Linked DNA regions of Sus scrofa: region 1 is linked to region 2. The links are chromatin contacts, called in public Hi-C maps. All regions are on one chromosome and are shown on one strand. The core of a region is the stretch at or near the end of the contact, and the rest is flanking DNA. Distances in the headings are between cores, read along the strand shown. Region 1 overlaps FOXP1 (forkhead box protein P1). Region 2 overlaps FOXP1 (forkhead box protein P1).

The links. Hi-C and Micro-C count contacts between places; a contact is called where the count stands out from the background.
Region 1: a contact with region 2 is called in a Hi-C map of adipocytes, with 3 times the contacts expected there. The contact joins two enhancer-like sites. A contact is called at or near these places in 2 of 47 Hi-C or Micro-C datasets (adipocytes and embryonic fibroblasts).

Annotation. Positions count from the first base shown.
Region 1 is chr13:52,925,854-52,932,269 of Sscrofa11.1, forward strand. The region is part of intron 2 of FOXP1 (forkhead box protein P1); the gene reads right to left. Among named protein-coding and RNA genes, the nearest start is that of FOXP1, 45 kb to the right of the region's middle. Within about 2 kb of position 3,763, at least 35 of the 83 cell types and tissues checked have an H3K27ac peak or open chromatin away from gene starts, as enhancers often do.
Region 2 is chr13:52,491,568-52,498,159 of Sscrofa11.1, forward strand. All of the region lies in intron 7 of FOXP1 (forkhead box protein P1), which reads right to left. Among named protein-coding and RNA genes, the nearest start is that of FOXP1, 480 kb to the right of the region's middle. Within about 2 kb of position 3,819, at least 19 of the 83 cell types and tissues checked have an H3K27ac peak or open chromatin away from gene starts, as enhancers often do.

The sequences.
Region 1 (6,416 bases), core at 2,513-5,012, 430 kb after region 2:
CTCTGACTGTCCCAATGACCGCTGACTCTTTCCTCCTCCCCAGGCCGCCCTTGTTCCTGAGACAAAACAATGACTGAAATTAGGCCAATGAATAACTCCACAGTTGCTTCTATGTGTTCAAGTGAAAGGAAGAGTCAATACTCCAGCCTCCACAAACAACCACCTTGATCAGTCGGCAGCCACTGACATCGGGGCAAGACCCTTCACAAGCAAAAAGATTACAATATGCTGAAGGCTCAGATGGTAGAATTTTTTTTAGCAATAAAGTATTTTTAAATTCAGGTATGTACATTTTTTTAGACATAATGCTATTGCACACTTAACAGACTACAGTATAGTATAAACATAACTTTTATAGGCATTTGGAAACCGAAATATTCACATGCCTCATTTTATTCTGGTATTCACTTTATCACGGTGGTCTGGAACCAAACCCACAATATCTCTGAGGTCTGCCTGTATTACTAAATAATTTTTGATGTTAATGTAAATGGAATTATTTGAAAAAAATTTTTTTTCTGGCCACACCCATGGCAGGTGGACGCTCCCAGGCCAGGGATCAAACTTGCACCACAGCAGTCATCAGAGCCACAGCAGTGACAATGCCAGATCCTTAACTGCCCGAGCTACCAGGGAACTCCTAGAACTTTTGATTAGTATAAATGTGAACTTGAAACTGCAGAAAGCCAATGGGTGACTGTGTAGGAAACAAGGACGAAAGCTTAAGAGAAACCAAAAGTAAAACTAAAGGTAGATTTCAAGGAGATAACATGTGAGGATTCAGGCCAGCCTTCAACCTCCTTGAGGGCAGACTCAGTGTCTGTTGCTCATTTAGCATGGAGTAGGCCCTCAAGAAACATTTGTTGATGAATAAAATTCTTAACACTAACAAAGTGTTTACTCTGCGTTTCCTATTTTAGGCCATAAATAGGCCTTAAGTATGAGTTTCCTTGAGCCACAGATTCATTACAATGGTGTGGATTGCAGCTATTACTGATCATAATGGGAAAACATATTCACAGGCAAGAGAACGTTTGGTGAGGACCCCCCCACCATTTAACAAGCTCCCTTACCGTTGGTCCAGCTAAGAAGTTGAAGATGTCACAAGACAAGGAAGAAAATGGGATAAGCCCTGAGCATCCTGGAACCAGCACTGGTCCTCTTGACAATGATGTAGACAATGTAGAATGACACCCAAAGGGAAAACAAAGAATGCTTCAGACGGGGCCAGAAGGGCAAAGAGGAGGAAGGACAAAGAAAGGGAGAGCAAGAAGAGCAAACCCCTCTCTTCTGCAATAGGAAAAGTGGAAACTCAAGGCTAAATATGGTATTTATCAGTACTATAATAATGGATGATCAATTAAAATCATAAGCTTTCACTAAGGACTAGTGTACACTGTGCTGTGCTGGCACCATGCTGAGGGGCCCATGCACATAGTCTCATCAACCCCTTTGTGACAATTCCGAGGCAAGTGTTATTATCGTTAGAGACGTTAGGATAACTTGTCCAAGGCCTCAACCTCCAGACAGCCACAATTGGCATTTAAACTCAGATCACCTGACGCCAAAATGCACCTATCATGCAGGGTGTGCGCACAGATAAATTCATACTGTACACACCTACTCACAAGTGCAGCAAACATCTGCCACCCTATACAGTTACTAACTCGAATATCCTCATACTCATTACTAATTTGATTCCAAACAGAAATCAAAAGTTTACAAGGAGGTCACTGCCCTTACTCTTTTTAGGGGAACAAGACAAATGAAATGCCTAATAGAAAGCTTGCAAATACTGTGCCATTAAAACCACACATATCATAAAGCCCAAGACCATGTTGTTTCCTGGGGCCTGTGGGGGAATACTGGGGTTACATTCTGGATCTGTCGCAAACCAGATATGTAACTTTGAAAATGTCCTTTTTTTTATTAGTAAATTTTCCTGCCCAAATCTGCAAGGCCACTGCCAATTCTATGATTCTACCAATTTACTCTTCTTCTAAGCTTTCAATGATTAGGTCATCAGCTCTCATTGTACGCATACTTACACCGTCATCAAACCCACTGGTCAATTATGGGTCTCAATGCAGGGCAAATGAGAAGAAGTATATGTGGGCACATTGAAAAGTACCCTTGATCAGAATGCCATTTCTCAAGAAAAGAAAAAGGAAGGGTGCGGGGGGTGCAGGTGGGGGAATAGATTTGCTTTGATAAAGTGCATCCTGAGCCTTTCTTCCCCTGCCTGCCTGGTCCATATTCTAAATCACTTCCGTGCTTTCACATAGTAAATTTTCTGCTAGATGTCTAGATATGCTGGAGATCAGGTTACAGTGTGAAGGACAAAAGATAAAAACAATCTGCATACTTCCATCTGGCTCTTCAGAACAAAGTCTAGAAACTTGAAATGTGAGGAGAGAAGCATGCTCCTCGAGCTGCACAACAGATACAGCAAAATGTCACAGAAACAAATCTTTCAAGAGAATCAGAGATGCTGGAATGCGTAATTAACTAACATTTACTCTGAGGGCATAAAAAAAAAAAAAAAAAAAAGACCTGGGTACTAAATGCAATGCTGTCTCTATTACAAGGGGATGAAAGTTGAGAACAGACCAAGGTATTAGAAAATCCATACTGTGGGGATGCTATTCTTACTGTGGCCAAATGACTCCTTAAAAAAAGAAAAAAAAAAAAAAAGAAAGAAAAAAAAAAACAAGAAAGAAAGGAAGAAAGAAAAAGAAAAAAAAAGAAAAAGAAAAAACCCACCAAGCGCCTCTATGTATTTATTAACACAGTCTCGCCAAGTTTTCAGAACTCAAAAGTCAACACTCGAGGCTTGACTCGTGTCAAACTATTCCTTCGCCACATGGCACAGGGCCATGGAAGACGGATTTTCAATATGAAACAAACCAGAAGGTCCAATACAAACATGGGCTTTCCAATATATAAAATTTAAGAAAAGCCAGGGTCTGTGCAGAAAACATTAAACTGGTTTATATATCAAAATCATGAGGTTTAAGCAGAAACGCAGCATTAAAATAATTTACAAAATGGCTCAACGATGAACATTTTCCTCCATGAAAAAACAACACCCTTAATGTTTTTCATATGGCACATAAATTTTACAATACCTGCAGGAATATTTTCATTGGTTACACCAACACTATAGGTCTTTTTAGCTCTTAACCATATTACGATTCTTGCCTTTTTATAGCATTTTTGTTGTTGTTTGCACCCCATGTAATAAGCTTTTGAGAACAAGACGCAAACCACAATAAAAAAGGGAAAAAAAAAAAAGGACTACCCTTTGTGACTGCAACTTTCACAAGAGGTTGGGGGTGGGGCAGGAGAGGGCTTCCAACCTACTTTTTATAGCTGCTATCTTGTTGCAATTAGTGTAAAATAATTGTCTGCGCAGGCCCAAGAAGAGGCTAAGTTGAGGCACTTGAATGCATTCCCAAAAATGATTTCCCTGCCTCTCCCTTCAGCCTGCTGCAACAGATGTTGGCTGTTAAGCTGCGCAGACGACACAGTTCATGACTCTTCTAAGACGGCTGTGTGCCACATCTGCAGTTGATGAAATGGAGAGCAGAAGTGTGGCAGACACACAGAGGCGAGTGTGAGCGAGGCAGGCAGGCGCAGGCTGGGCCCGGGGAACTGTCTTGAAGGCTGGCCTAAAAATAGACACACGCTCACACTCCTCCACCCTCTGCATCCAACCTCATAAAACCGGGCCTGCCTGTCCTATTATGGAGTCAGCCTATGGCAGACGCTTCCTGCATCCAACTCGGGCTGCGGATACCGAGAGAGCGTCACGGCGGGAGTGGAGGGAAGCAGGCTGTGCAGCATCCTCAAACTGCAGCTTCGCTCTCCGAGCCTCGGTAGGACTGGGCTGCGGTCCAAGTTCAGCTGGGCCCCCAGAGAAAGGCAATGCTTGTGTTTAGCCCGCACAATACTGACATAACATTAACAGATTTACATATGCAAAACTGTGAAGCAACAGGCATTCCCCCTCAATTGACCCACAGCTTGTAGTGTCTGCCGAGTTATTCCCCGCTTCGGCTCTGTAACCAAGTGGGCGGCATGCGAATACCATCTGGGTACCACTTATTGAAAACTGGCAGTCGTTCTGTAATAGGCAAGCTGGCAATAAGAGGGAAGGGAATAAATTGCATCATTTAGTTAACATCCACTTGCTTTGCGGCTGTTAAAAACCCATGACTGAATAATAATTTGGTTATTTCTTTTGCCAGAAACTGCCGTCAGCCAAATCATACTACGCACGCTGCAGAAATCAACTTGCAAAATTTCCACTTGAAAAAGGATTGAGGAGGATCAGGGCGCAATGGGCACCAAGCTCTGTTTGTGAACAGTAGTGACTGTGGCGACTGTGGCTGTGGGACCTCCGTGTCCTCACTAGCCCGTGGTCGATGGTGCCGAGCCCTTGTCAGCCACCCGGCCACACTGGGCCCCAGCATCAGGCTGTGATGTGCAATAATGGCCCTGAGAGGCGCCGACCGAAGGGTGTGTGTGTGACAACTTATCTACATGGCTCTCTGCTGGCCATGATGCAGATGTGGCCAGGTAAGCCTGGTGTGGAACTGACATCTCCTAGTCTCTGCCTCAAAACAAAGTGGGTTCAGTGAACAGGCTCACAGGAAACCCGAGCACTACCTGCCTGAGTCCCCTAATTCGATGCTTAGAGCAATCAGGCGGCATTGTTCCTTTGTGGTTTGCTCAACTGCTTCCAATCTGACTAATAAAGTGCCAGAAACCTTAGACCACCACAAATAGGTAGAAGTGATCTTCAGGGAAATCCATGTGTCTGAAGTGGATCTCTTTTGAATATTTTTGTAAAGATATGAAATTATCACCTTATTTCCTCTATACTGAGTGTGCGTACAGATGTATAGACATGCATATACATATACATACTATTTTTCTTTTTATGTCTTTTAGGAAAATCAAGGCTAACATATGCCAAAGAGACCAATGCTATGGCAATCTTTTAAAGTTATGTTTCAAAAATGTGTATCTTTTCATTATTTATACCTTTATTAATTTCTATGACATTGGTCCCTTACACATTTTAGTCTTGATTCTCCAAAGAGACCTAAAAAAGGAAAAGATAAATAGCTAATAGAAAGAAATAAAATGTATATATGCATGGCTTTTAAAAACTGCAATAGCTGGGAGTTCCCGTCGTGGTGCAGTGGTTAACGAATCCGACTAAGAACCATGAGGTTGCGGGTTCGGTCCCTGCCCTTGCTCAGTGGGTTAACGATCCGGCGTTGCCATGAGCTGTGGTGTAGGTTGCAGACGCGGCTCGGATCCCGTGTTGCTGTGGCTCTGGCGTAGGCCGGTGGCTACAGCTCCGATTCAACCCCTAGCCTGGGAACCTCCATATGCCGCGGGAGCGGCCCAAGAAATAGCAACAACAACAACAACAACAAAAAGAGACAAAAGACAAAAGACAAAAAAAAAAAAAAAAAAAAAAAAACTGCAATAGCACTGGTCATTTACACATGCTTCGGCCTTGATTTTCCTCAAAAAACACAGAAAAAGAAAGAAATGGAAAGAAACAAAAGGAAAACCTGGAACAACAAAAGGATAAAGCAGGAAAGAAGATATGGAAGTGAACATACTTCACTGGATCAAGTAAAAAAAGGAAGAGACCATTTGCCCTGATGTTAATGGCAGAAATACATGTTTACAAAATCCAAACTCTAAGCTCTCCTTACTTTTGCATTTGAAAAGAAAAGGCTAAAAATCTTTCAAAGCCCCAAACAAATTAAAGACCACTGGATTTTATAAGGGGGGTGGACTTTCTGACAATAACAGTCAGCTGTTTGTACCCTAAAATAGGCAGAATACAATCACGAAGGTGGAGAACAGAAAAAGAAGGTAGGACCAAATCGTTACATATTTTATAAACCACATTTGCAAATCACCAAATGTTTAAGCGAAACTTGGGTAACAGTTATTTTCCAGGGAATGATGATAAATAAGAAAGATAATAAATTCCCCCCACCCCCAGATTCAGGTTACGATTGTAATCCTACCTAGCTCTAAACAGCTTACAAAGCAGACTAAGTCACTTGTTTATCTAGAGATATCAAAAGATGTTAGGACCATAAGGCAGTCAGCTGAATTTGCTCCTTAAAAGGATGAGAAACAAAAGGATATCTCCAAGTCGTTGATCTTCTAATCAGTTTGTTAAAAGGAAGCTAAATAGTTATTATATTCACACACACACACACACGTGTATTCAGGAACATGCACATCCGCCCCTCCTCCTTACCTCCACCCCTAATAAAATCAGCAAGCAGTCCAGAACTACCACGGGCCTGAGGGTCAAGAGAACTGGTTTTCATCAAAGCTCTGCCATTTTCTAGCTGTGTGACCTTGGGCAAGTCCCA
Region 2 (6,592 bases), core at 2,569-5,068:
CTTCTTGAGATGAGAAAATGGAAAGACAGCGAGGTTAAGCTACTTTCCAAGGTCACACGGCAGTAAGGGTGGTACTAGGACTTAAAGCTGGCAGCCTGACTGACACTGGAGATCATGCTATTAGCCATGATGTGGCTCTCTCACCATATTCTGAAACACCAATCTCTGACACTCTCTACCCCCTTGCTGAGTTTATATGGTGACCCAGTGCATAAGATCCTGTGCCTTTAAGGACAAATCACAGCTCATTTTTGACCATAAAGAGGTACAGCTGCAGGATCAACATACGGTTTGCACCATCTCAGATAAGGATATAAGGGAAACACAAAGTACATGTTTAATTTTAGATAATAGTTCAGCAGTTACCACAGGATCTATCAGGCTCTCCAGACAAAAAAAAAAAAAAAAAAAATCCCAAATCCTTCTCTACTCTGGGGTGTGATCAGTAGAGACCATGTCAGGTAAGTCAACCTTGGAAATGAGAAGCCACACAAACCGCCACTCCCGACTCCAGTGGCCATGGCAGACATGGCTAATCAATCACAGTAATCCTAGAGAAGCCATCCTGGTTCAAGATTCTTTCAAACGGCATTCTAGGCAGAGTTTCAAACCCAGACTGAACAAAACCTCTGTGCTCTGTTTATTCCATGTGGTTTGGACTCTTAATTTTATTTATAGAATAAATAACAATCACTTTATGCTATCAAATAAAGAACAAACCAGACATAATTTCACCAATGTCTTATTAAAAGCAGCTTCATTAGGGCTGATGAAGCAGTTCTTCTGAGTGCAGACAAGGAAGTGCCTGGCTGCGGATCATGAGTGCAGAGAAGATGGGAAGGATCGGCGAGGCTGGAGCTATAGATGTCAACGAAAAAGAGCCATGGGGCAGCAGAGCCGAAAATTCAGATATGGGGTGGGGGGGAGTGTATCATACAGCTTTTAGTTTCCTTCTGAAGAAAAGCAGGCAGAGATACAATTCTCTTGGAATCCAATGCAAACAATTTAATCAGTGTCAGAATGAGCAACATTTGCAATCCTGGATTGGGTGGGCTCGGAAATATTATCAGATAGATGGTATTTATATCTACTTCCTGACAAAAGGCTCTGAATCCCTAGGTGTCCCCCAACCCCTCCATACCCCTGCCCCAGTAAGGAGACTACAACCTTTGTCTCAGGTCATTTGACTTAATCTCAAGCTAGAATACTAAGAAACTGGAAGACGGCAGCAGAATTCAGACTTGGTATGGGAAAAACAGTGAACCACAGAAAGTTCATGAATAATAGAATCACATGGCACTTAGGGAAGGGTGAAAAGCAGTAGACAGGCTAGGAGATACGCATGAAGAACAGAAGATGCTCTGAGGGGTTGGAGCAGCATAACTGATCGTTTTTTTGCCTAGTGCTAGGCATACGCTTCCTGAAGGTTTGAACTCTGGAACAAGGTAGCAGCAGAGGAAACAGAGGGAAAGAAAAGAAAGGACAGAAGAAGCCCAGGGGAAGGAAAAATGGAAGATCTGATAATGTGGTGAGGATGAGGGAAATGAGTAAGTTGATGACAACGCATGACTGACTAATAGGACCTGGCAACAAAAATGATCAGTTGGATTGGTGATAACTGAAATCAATGAAATGATGAGCTAACAGAGAGTCATGGGTGGGCAGCCAAGGGGGGCACATACAGGCTTCAAGTCATGGGTAAAGAGGGACTAGAACAAGCAAAGAAGACAGAGGTGCTACTGGAGATGATTCAAGGAACTCAACTTTGGGAAAGGAATGAACTTGGGTTCCAGCAGCACAGTGGGAAGCAGAAAGAGAATGGTGTGGAGACCAGAGGAGACTGAATGGAAGGGGTTTAAAAGAAGGCTATTTCCAAGAAGAAGAAACAGCCAAAGAAAGGATCACAGGCTGTGACAAAGTCAGATATGTTGGAAAAAGGATGGAGACAAAGGCTCTGCATTTAGTGACAATAACAATCAAGACAATGATGACGGGGAAAGCCAGATGTGGGGGAGGTTAGGAAGCAAAGTACTCATCTGAAGAAAAAAAAAAAAAGAGTTGAAACAGCAAGCAGAATGCTCAGGCTCTAAAAGCTTGGTAGCAAAAGACGGAGCTTGAGAAAAAGAACTGGGAAGGACCGAGTCATCCAGAGTTTTTGAGTTACCCATTTAAGATCCGCATTTTACCACGAACACCGATAAATGCTGGGCTCTGTCTGTTTGAATGTTTACCGAATTTCCTCAATGGGATGTAACATAAAAGGACAAGGGCTGGCAGTCTTTGCCCAATTGTGTCCTGGCAGCTTTAAATTCTCCTACTTAAGTAGTTCAAAATCTGTTCTTTTGATGAAAGGGGGTAAGTTATGAATAGAAGTCAGCAGCCCTACACCCCTTAAAAATGACTAGTATTCAGTCTCTGTAATTTACTGGGCATTGATTTCTAACTCAAACAATCCCAACAGCAAGGCGGCTGAAGTCCACCAAAAGTTCAAAATGGGATATGTTCTCTTTAAAATGTTGAGAGCGACTAAATATGACAACCATCTGATGTATGAAAATTATTCACAACCAAAAACAGACAGTCTGGAAATAGCCGGGATGACTTCATTTAGACAGAATTACCCAAATCTGTTTCTAATATACACAGTACACATAATAAATTTTTACAATATGACAAGGAAAACAAACTTAATAAAAGTTCCCGATCTTTTGTTACACAAGCATGCTATATCCATGCTATGTTTATAATAGTTTGCCCATGATATCACAGCTCAGTAACAAAGGCCCAAGCAATACAAAAACAGTTACTAGGCATGACATCAACTCACAACTACCGTAATTACATCGGTACACAAATTTCCCAAACTGTACATTTTCCAAACTGCTTCTCAATTTCAACGGCTGCCTTTAGACAATTACTTGCAGAGTTGTCTGCAGGCTTTGAGTAATACCCGTCTTTCTTCTCTTTCCCAAGCGTCATTTCCCTTTAGAAAGTGCATATTTCAATTACAAGCAATATTTTTCAAATATGCCCATAAACATATGTCCAAATTAGGAGACAGTGTGGTCTGGTGGTTAGTGACAAGCATTCGGCTTCAGCAACTGATTCGGTTCCCTTGGCTGGCCCTGTTTCTTACAGCCGGGCAGCAGCTCAGTGAGAAGAGACAGAACGTAATAGAGGAGAGAGAGCAAAGATGCTTGAGCTGGACTGTTTGGGCTGGGATCCCAGCGGTGCCACTTATCAACTCTCTGGCCCGGAGCAAGTTCATTTCTTTAGGCCCCACTTTCTTCCTCTGCAAAATGGGAATAATGATAGAATTTCCCCTCATTTGTACAATACAGTAGTTGGTGCCTAGAAAGTACAGTATAAGGGCTTTCTCTTTAATGTTATTACTGTTGAATTTCTGGGGCTCAGTTTCCTATTTGAAAACCTGGCTTAACTTATCCCGGACCATGGTGAGCTATGTCAATTTCCATCTAGGTCCCACTACCTGGACATAGTGAGGTTCAATGAACAAAGTTTGAATGGATGAATGAATGAATGAATAAATGAAATCCATAGGTTCTGCAACACCCAGTCATTACAGAAGCAAAAACTATCGTCTCGTAGAAATTGGTTTTCATCCCATTTCTCTAATTGCTTGCTTTCAGACTATTGCTAATGCTGATAAATACCTCCAACCCAAGTGAAAGAATAGGCATAGGGGAAAAAAAAGATACTGCCTTGTGATTTCAGAAGCATATTTCTCTAAGGACCAAACTTTTCTAGCCCATCCCATGTGCATGACCTCTGTCTCACTGGGTTGCATGGTCAGCTGGCTTTCCCGACCGGGCAGGGCGCCAGGGAGCTCGACTACCCCCATTGTCACTTCTGGTCCATGGTGCTTGCACCAAATGCTGTTATTCTAGGCTTCAGGAAATTTTCTAACCACTGGATAGGGTCCAATGCTGTGTGCTAATGAGTTTCAGATTGGAGGACTTCACTGTGCATGTGTCAGAAAAGTGCCATGGTTTATGGTGAGGTGGGGGCAGGGAAGAAAAGACACACACAAAAAAGGGAAGAAAAAACAGTAGTTAAAAAATGCTGGCTACTCAAATTGACAGGGAACGTGACCTCTGCACTTCATCAGAAATTCCTGCAGACTTAGAAAATAAAGGAGTTTGCTTTTATCACACACTGTGAGACTCACATGGAAAAATGGAAAACACTACATCACTTGACCTCGGCATGGCCCCTTTCAACCACAGACGAATATTGTGTACAAAAATTCTAAATCAACTTAAGATGTCCAAAAAAAAAAGCTTTAATTTTTTTTTTTTTTTTTGCCTTAGACTTGATGATTACTATTTTGATTCTTGAGATTTTGCTGAGAAGGTTCACACAGGAAAAGGACTCCTAATGCCAGGAAGAGTATTTCTCTCACTTTAGGAATGGTCGTGGAGTGGACGTGGTGGGATAGGCACATCGAGGTCTACATGTCCCTAACTCCCTGGAAAATAATGAGCAAGCCTCACTTACCCAGGTTTGAAAGTCACCCAAGACTGAATCATGATTATTTGCTTACATTAACAGAACATTAAAACCAATTTGAAACAACTTAAGGAAACTCTAGCCATCTTGGCTTAGTGATTCACTTCTCTGGGAAGCGTTTTCACCCCCCACACCCCGTCAAAACAACCAACAGGCTTGCTATCAAGAAAGACTCCTCATCCAGCTAGCACAGCCTACCAAAGAAGCCCTTCTTAGGAAAGCCTAAGTCACAGGCACTTTTTTGAATAATGAGATTCCATTTTCATTTTTCTCTCTCTCTCTCTTTTTTTTTTTCTTTTCTTTTTTTGCCACACTTAAGTCCTGGTGACTTTAAAAGTCCAATCCTTTCACATCCTCCAACTGTCATCAACATTTTTTTCAGACGATGTCAATAAAATTGATTGCTTGCAGTTCTGAATTCTGCTCTGCACATGGAAACAATATCATTTGTTTTAAAGTATTTTCGATGGGGGCGGAAGGAGAAACAGAACGTCAGCAAGCCTATCCACAACACTGGGGTGGGGTGGGGGGTGGGGAACCAACCAGAAGCAAAGAAAATGGTCGGCTGGAAACTCTGACAAAAATTCCCGATATATAAACCCTGCACCTTACTGTTATGCTGACTGATATGTCTTCCTGTCAGATATGAATGATGTTTCTGGAACATTAATACGTTCATTAAATGCTAACTCCCCGTACTTAAAATATTCCATACTTTGGCTCCGAGGCATCTTGACAGCTTTGTTGTAATCATATATGTGAGGCCCCAGACTACACAGTTGTTGAGATGCCTCATACCTACAAGCAATCTGTTGCTTTTACAAGTTTAATCTAGGTATTAAGGGGCTGATCGTGGAACCACGTCGACTTGACATCTTTGACTCAGTTGTATATCACAGAAACCACTATGGGTGGTGACAGACTCCTAGGATGCCTAGCAACCGTACATACCTCTAACTCTGTGATCTGTAATACGACAAAATACGGCTGGGTTCCCCCCCCCCCCCTTCTCCCGAAGCACAAGTGGACGACCAGCAAGGGTCCGACAGTGTTATTCCTAATTACCTTTTTTTTTCACTCTTGATCCTGTGGCTCTCATAATTAGTTACCTGGGGCTGCAATCCAATTTGAAGTGATGACAAGAAAGTGATCCATGAAAAAGTAATAAGTTAAATCCAATTTCAGCCTTCCTCTAATTAAATGCACATGGAACTAATGACTCCAACCCTAGCATTTCAGTGATAATGGTAATTAGCGAGGTGGGAGTCGCTCTCTTTTTCAACACTGGAGGTGTAAACCACAAGGTAAAATGGTGGGAGCGCTCTTAATTACATGTGTCATTTTGTCAGCAATTTACACATTTTTGACCAGTCAAGTATGTTTTTTTCCTCCCTGCTCCTCCCCACCTCCTCGCCCCAACAGTGATTATAACATACTATTTCCATGTTCCAACACATGGAAGCTCCTAAGAGCAAGCACTTCAGGCTGGAGCACAGGAAATAACTTTCCTTTGCTGTTGTTCACTGCTGTGACACATAACTCTTGCCCACGAATGCACACGTGTGTGCGCACATATGTTCGTGCACACACACACACAGCAACAATTAGGATAATTAGGCAGATCTTAGTCTTCCTAATTGAAATTAAGATATTTACAGTAGAAATTGGTTTTTGTTGGTGGGGGTCTTATTTTTGCTTATGATATGAAAAATGTAATAATTTGCTTATTGATGGAAAACAAGGCACTCAGTAGATACTGAGCAAATACACACGGAAGGAGAAGCAATAATTAACTCCTGATAACATACTGGTTGTCTGTGTGCTAACAAGTCACTTGGCTTCTCTGAATGTTCATTTTTCCTTATCCATAGAAGGGTTTCAGGACAGCACTATACCACAGAGTAGCTATGGGACTGATGCTCCACATTAAGCATATAGTAAACATTAGCTATCTTTGCATCTAGTGACAGAGGCATGTGGTGACCAAGACAGGCTTACACTTCAAATATTAGCATCACACTTGCATTTTAATGTTTAGATAAATGTAAGCAAAGTGATCATA